2 separate regions of the Macaca mulatta genome follow, and region 1 is linked to region 2. Evidence: chromatin contacts called from public Hi-C data. All regions are on one chromosome and are shown on one strand. Each heading gives the region's core, a stretch centred on a gene start, on an enhancer-like site or on the middle of the called end of the contact. The rest is flanking DNA. Distances are from core to core; before and after follow the strand shown. Region 1 overlaps PDE6H (phosphodiesterase 6H). Region 2 holds the start of WBP11 (WW domain binding protein 11).

Evidence for each region. A called contact is a pair of places that touch in the nucleus more often than the background predicts.
Region 1: a contact with region 2 is called in a Hi-C map of blood, with 2.6 times the contacts expected there. The contact joins the enhancer-like site here to the promoter of WBP11 in region 2. A contact is called at or near these places in 8 of 14 Hi-C or Micro-C datasets (CD4 T cells, blood, cortical neurons and 4 more).

The regions. Positions count from the first base shown.
Region 1 is chr11:17,428,627-17,431,907 of T2T-MMU8v2.0, reverse strand. PDE6H (phosphodiesterase 6H) reads right to left here. Exons shown (of 5, transcript XM_077953677.1): 5 at 1,009-2,000. The coding sequence ends at 1,924. Among named protein-coding and RNA genes, the nearest start is that of ARHGDIB, 20 kb to the right of the region's middle. Within about 2 kb of position 1,842, at least 9 of the 40 cell types and tissues checked have an H3K27ac peak or open chromatin away from gene starts, as enhancers often do. A contact at or near this core is called in blood, where this site is marked.
Region 2 is chr11:17,240,942-17,244,316 of T2T-MMU8v2.0, reverse strand. It overlaps WBP11 (WW domain binding protein 11), which reads left to right and starts at 1,988. Exons shown (of 12, transcript NM_001257936.1): 1 at 1,988-2,096.

The DNA.
Region 1 (3,281 bases), core at 593-3,092, 190 kb before region 2:
CCTGACCTCGTGATCTGCCCGCCTCGGCCTCCCAAAGTGCTGCGATTACAGGCGTGAGCCACCACACCCGGCCTTCACCATTACTTTTTAAAAAGATCTGGTGTATTCAGGTTGTTACAGCTGTGGACCATTACAACTCCTCAAATATTTGCTGGCAATGAACGTTTTCTTCTCTCAGCTAAATGTTTTCAGTTCCTTCAACAATTCTTCATGTAGCGTAGTTTCTAGATCCTTCTTTATGTAGCCTTTGGATACATTCTTTTGAGTGCATTCTGTTTTGTCAATGTCATTGCTTCATTTTTAAAGAAATATTTGAAAAGTAAGCCAAATGTGAACCAGAGTCTCACCCAGCTGGAGAAGAAGCCAGTCCTCCCTAATTGGGATGAACCGAAGGCACTGGCCGTCAAATGGAGCAGCTGACTTGAAAGGCAAGGGTTAGCTTTGGCAGGAGAGAAGACAGGTGCCTGGGTGGAGGCAGGAGTTCCTGCTGAAGGAGGAAGCGCACATTTCCACTGGCCTCTTGGCACGTCATGGTTCCACTTTTGAATCTATACCTCAGTTTTTCTCTTGTACTTCTAATTTTCTGGCCAGAAGGTAACCTGATCATTCGTGCAAAATGGTTAACACAGGCCCTGTAGCACTCACAAGTTTTTGAGTGCTGCACTCCCCTAAGACCACAAAGTCACAGAATTTATCACCACCATGAACCTTAGATTATCTGATTCAGGAAAACTTGAAGGTAAAAAGGGTGAGATCTTTGCCCAAAATCATATTGTAATTTACTGGTAGAGACAGGATTAGAACCTGAATCTCTTGCTTCTCTATCATCCTGTCTCTCTCTTCGGTTAATTTACTCCATTCTTTTACCACAGATTTCAAAACTGAAATGAAGAAATTCATACTGTTAGTTCCAAAGCATCCAAGTCACATAGAGGCAGCATTTGAGTTGCACAATTGCCTTGAAAGTATTGGGAAAAGATAAGTATGAGCACATTACACTGACACAACTTCAGGGGTAAGGCAAACCATCATTTTATTTAGAGGGTCAACTGCCTATCCTTTGTATATGAGTCTAAACCTTATAGCATATAAATCTTTTCAGTTGACAGTTTAAAGGTTAGATTTACTACAGATGTGCACAAAGCAGTCAATGTATGTAACTCCCGTGACTACCATATTAAGCCATTGGACAAAATAACTTCATTGAGGGAATGCTGTGGAAGGAAACCTTCCTCAACCAGAGTACTGAAAAGAAGGCTCACATTGTCAGAATTCCGAGTTTAAATCCCAGTTCCTCGCCAGCTTAGAACTGTACAACTTAGAGCTGCATGAGACTTCTGAAATAACCTAGTTCAATCAAATTTAGACCCAGAAAGTATACAATTTATGAACTTACAGAATTCAAATCTTCATCCTATGCTGTTTTGTAAGCACTGCACTTATTTCCTGTATGACTGTGCCTTCTTTGTTTAATTGGTTCTCAGAACACAGCATCAGATATTTCCATGTAGCATTTAATACAACTTCAGCAACATTCAAGGTAAATATCTCCTTTATTAAATAAGAGGAGGTGGGGAGTGACATAAATGTAATCTTAAAGGTCTCCTATTAATCATAGTGAATGCCTAGCAAAAATAGATTTAAAGGGCTTACACATAAACAAAATGTAGAGAAATATTGATGACTTCTAACTAGCTGGTAGGAAAAGGTGGTTAAGTGTGAAATGCATCCACTATTTTGAGCTGTACTGCAAGAGAGATTCTGATAGTAAGAGAACTCTTAGTAGTAACTGATAGGAAATGACCTCGAAAGTCAACAAAACCACTTCCAATCAGCTGAATTTCAAGACTCCGGCAGATCATCAGGGCAAAAGTAACCAAAATTACAGCAGATGTCGTTGAGAGTGGCAGAACCTCTGGCACCTCAAATAATCCCAAACTGAGCGAGCTCATGCAATTCCAGGTGGCTGAATGCCTCCCACGGACAAATCACTGTGATATCTGCAAGAGATGGAAGAGTATGTAAGCCAACCTCACCCCAAAAAAAGTCTCTTCACAGAAAGATGCCGTTCAGGCAGAGACACTTCACTCCTCTCTCCTGCTCATTATCCCCTGACTGAGAAGTTACCTAGAGTGGTCCTGCGGCCCAGGAAGGATCAGACCAATTGCTTAATTGTTGCACCAGGCATCTCTGTTGGTTTCATTCTGCTTCCTCTTTGAGGGGGGTGGCGACCCACAGCTTTTGACTGAGGGGTTCCCTGGGGGGGTACAGCCCACTGATCACACAGAGTCTCCCCAAACCACAACCACTAAGGAGGAAGCAAAAGTGGAATTCTAGTCAGGCCAAGGGCTAAGATGAAAAAGAGGAACACTTTGAATCTCCATGGTCTAGGTATCCATAGTCTTCCCTACCAATCTAGATCAGTTTCTTCTCTAATTATTCTTCTATTCCTTTACATTTTGAATTGCCTATATCCAATCACATATTGAAAAATGATCACAAGGCATCTTTTAATCCAGCTTCTTGTTTTAGAAAGTAAGATATTATTATCCTTCAGTTACAAAGAAGCTTGCTGACACCCAGAGAGATGAAATAATTAGCAAAAACCACATAGTTGTAGAGCTGAGACCAGAACCAGGTCAAAGACCTCAGACTTTCACTCAGTATAAGCCTCATTACATTATTCCAAATATACGGTTAGAGTCAAGCACATCTTCCAGATCCCAAAGCAAATTTGCTGGTCTTGCATGCACCTTGCCAAAATACAGAAGCAGTTAATCTAGGAGAATAGCAAAATTGCTTTATAATGTGGCTGGAAAATGTATTCGAGATCCCAGGATTGGTATTTGGCTGCAGAAAGATACACTGAGGATTGCCTGGGAAGGACACTGATTACTACAAATGCTACCATTTATCAAAGGTGTGTTGGATGAGTTGAAAATATGTCCAGACAAAAGCCTGCACATAAATCTTTAGGGCCATTTTATCCATTGTTGGCTAAACTTGGAAGCAACCAAGGTATCTTTCAATAGGATAAAAAACTGTGTTTATCTCTACAATGGAGTATTGTTCCATGATTTAAAAAACTGAGCTATCAAGCCATATAAAAACATGGAGAAACCTTAAATGAATATTGTTAAATGAAAGAAGCTAGTCCAGAAAAGCTATATACTGTATGATTCGAACTATACCACATTCTGGAAAAGGCAAAACTATACAGACAGAAGATTAGTGGATGTCGAGGGTTTAGAGAGAGAGAGAAGGGTGACCAGGTGAAGCAT
Region 2 (3,375 bases), core at 739-3,238:
TATAAAAGTCTACTAATTACACAATGTAAACTGGATGGATTTGAAAATGGTAAAAATCAAAACTAAAAACATCAAGGTCCTGTTTCTGTAACTGCAATCAACCCTGACCAATTGTGATGATTAAATATCGCTCAAGTGAATGTTCAAACACTGAAACATTTAAAAGACAAGCAAGCAAAACACAGCTCACAGGAATAAAATGCATTTAGGATGCAGAATAGAAGGTCACTACTCTCAAAGCATTTGTCATTTAAAGGAAAGTCATACTTTATTATGTTTTCAGAAAAATTAATATAATTTCATTTTCAACACTAGCAAAAAGGAGGCAGCTGCCTTTGATACACGACGCATTAGGTGGGCCATTTCACTAATTACCTGATTTTAGAAAACGCCAAAGGCTATAGAGGCCTATTAATGGTTCAGCTGAATCTCTGCAGATGTGTTTGTTTTCTAAATCCTTTGCCAGTAAGTAATTCCCATGAGGACTCTTTTAGTCTATACTGACAAAATTATTAATATGCTGTTGATGCCAGACTGCGTTTGTTATAGCTGATTCTCCCATCCAAGTACAAGAAATGTATTGAAATAAAAACTGCTCAGCCTATCTTAATAATATTAGCTACAGGAAAAATTTTAGCTACATGAAAGACTTTAATATTTCCAACAAACAGTTTGTTTTCTCTTTCTCTTCTCGCATTGTTTTTCAAAACGAGTTGCAAAACTATGACCACTAATATGGTGTTAAGAAGAAAAAAAAACAAGTTGCAAAATATTACAACTTAGTTCATCTTCAAAATTCAAGATTATTTTCTTTTTTATGTTTTACCTGGTTTATCAGCTTTAACCTACCAGATCTTGTCATTGCTTTCCGACACTGAAATTCAATCTAAAATCAAATCAAGAATTTCCTAACACAAAGGTAAGTTTAGGTATAGGACCGATCATATTACCTTCAAGGGCAGTTTAAAGATTCTGCCAAAAATTAATATGTATCTCCAACAATATTTTGAAATATTTATAACTGGTGGTAAGAATAGACTTCCTACAAGGGATAGTCTGGTTAAGATTAGAAATAACCAAGCGTACCCTCTAAGATAGTTTTTTAAATGTTTAAACTTACCTTTAAGGGAAATAAGTGGGGGCTGACTCAGGGAAAGAGGGGATAGTAGGTAAGGAAAGGGCAAAGGCTAGAGTTAAGTGAATAATCCTGTACGTAGAGTGACATCATAGAGGACTTTTGGCTGGTGAATAGACCAGTAGGGAATACGGCCAATATATATCAACCTTGCCACTCATAAACTTAAAACCGACTGCATATGTATCCCCGTATTTCTTCTTCAGAACACTACTAATAAATAAATAATAAATCACCGCCCGTATAAGCAATTTGCGACTCTAATACGGGTGCTGATTTATTTGTTCAGGTGGTCTACAAATGTTCTGTTCTGCGCGTCTATTAAATTTCCACACGTACCAGACGCCCACATGGGATAACCTGATGCTTACAAAGCGGATTAAACTCAGTAGCAAATGTTATCTGGGTATTCGTTTACAAACGGAGACACCCCTAAAGGATCGCACCTGCTTGCGTCATAAGAAACATAAAAATCCAAAAACTAACGTAATTCCAAGAGACACAAAACGCGGAACGCTTCTGCATCTGCAGAAAGTACCGTTCTCGGACAGGTCAACGCATTACGCCCCCAGCAACTAGGTCAGAACGCCTCCAACTTGAGAGACAGGACCGTCAGCCAATCAGATAGCAGCTATCTTCTTTCAATTCCTATTGTACTAGATGAGCGCAATGAGGCGGGCTCTTAGCCGACAACCAACCAATGGAGTATTGTATGGGACCGGAAGAGACTCTGGTCCTGGAATTCTTGAGTATTCTCTATGGTTCTAGGGCCGAGCTGCGCTAAGAGACAGCGGGACAGAGGAATGGGAAATGACGTAAGGATTGCGGAGGGGCGCGAGGTTTCAAGATGGCGGTAGCTGAGGGGTAGACCGAGAGGCCGAGTTGAAGGCCCTTACGAAGTGAAAGAGGCCGGGAATCGCCCCCTGCCCGCTTCTCGTAGTCCTGGGAGCACAGCAGAAGTGTGAGTGTATGGAGTTGCTCTACTTCTTTTCCTCATCTCTTTCGTCCCTTCCACGGCCCGCGCAGTGGCTTGGGGGACACCCAGTCCCTTTGCCCCGCTCCTCCTCTCCCCGGCTGGGGTCTCCCGGTTGCGGACTGGGGTATTCCAGGGCCTGGGGTGGCGCGGCGACCAGTGGTTACGCGGTTGGCATCGCCCGGGGCGGTTGGGGCCGCTTCCTATGCACGTTGATTGGTAGCCTTAGGTTTGACGTCTTGTACCTCGAGTCATGGTCGGTCAACCGTCACTATGGTTTCGGCAGTTGCTGGTGTTGCCTCCTTTGGTGGACCTGGACCCTATCCCATTGAAGGTTTTTTGGCTATTTACAGTTCCCCAACGGTTATTTGGCTTGATTTTTCCAGTCGCCCCCGCTTGTAGACAAAAAACTAATCTTTGCAGACTTAAGCTCCCGTATCTTCCGTAAAATTCTCTGTAATTCGTATCCGTTGTGTTTCATTTGTGGGGGAGGAGATTCAGAACATGAGCCCGCTTGAGAAAGGAAAGCACGAAAAACGCAGGCAATCAAAGATGGGAGAGCTTGTATTTGTACGAATTTTGCATGTTTTCTTCCTTCCCTACCTCCTACTCCCTGCTGCTCTCCCACCCACACCTCCACCCCCCAGTTTTTCTGAGAAGGAAACCACTTGACAGGGTGTATGGTAGCTAGGGCAGGAATATGGATCCATTATAAAGATTATAGTTAAATAGTGAGTCAAACATCACAAGATATTTTATTTGTAATCCCGTTGTATCATCAGAGCTTTGTTATAAAGTAATTGATGTCCCCATTTTTTAGATGAGGAAGCTAAAAATCAGAGCCTTTGACACCACCGTCTTGAAGTAATTGCCACCAGAACAGCTATGAAACATCTAGCTTTCTGAAACATCTGGCTTTCGGGGCAATTGGACACTTGGCGAAAGACACATTAACTGTAACAAACTGGTCTGAAAATCTTCCCTTTCTTCCCTTTAAAAAGTGTCTACTTGCAAAAGGAAACAAATTTGTCCACCTTTGTTACTGGAAAGAATGCTTCAAAAAATTAAGCCCCATTCTTTTGGAATAAGAGGAAGAAGTCATGTAATAGGGTATTGTGTTAATAAAAGTTTTAGCTTACAAAATATTTTTTCCTCAAACAAGAATAAGTATTCCCTTTAGTTACCTTAAGAAATATATATTGGGAGTCAGGTATTAGAAAAATATGTGTCTTAATATTTAAATTTTGGGGAGCTCTCAGTGTAGCAC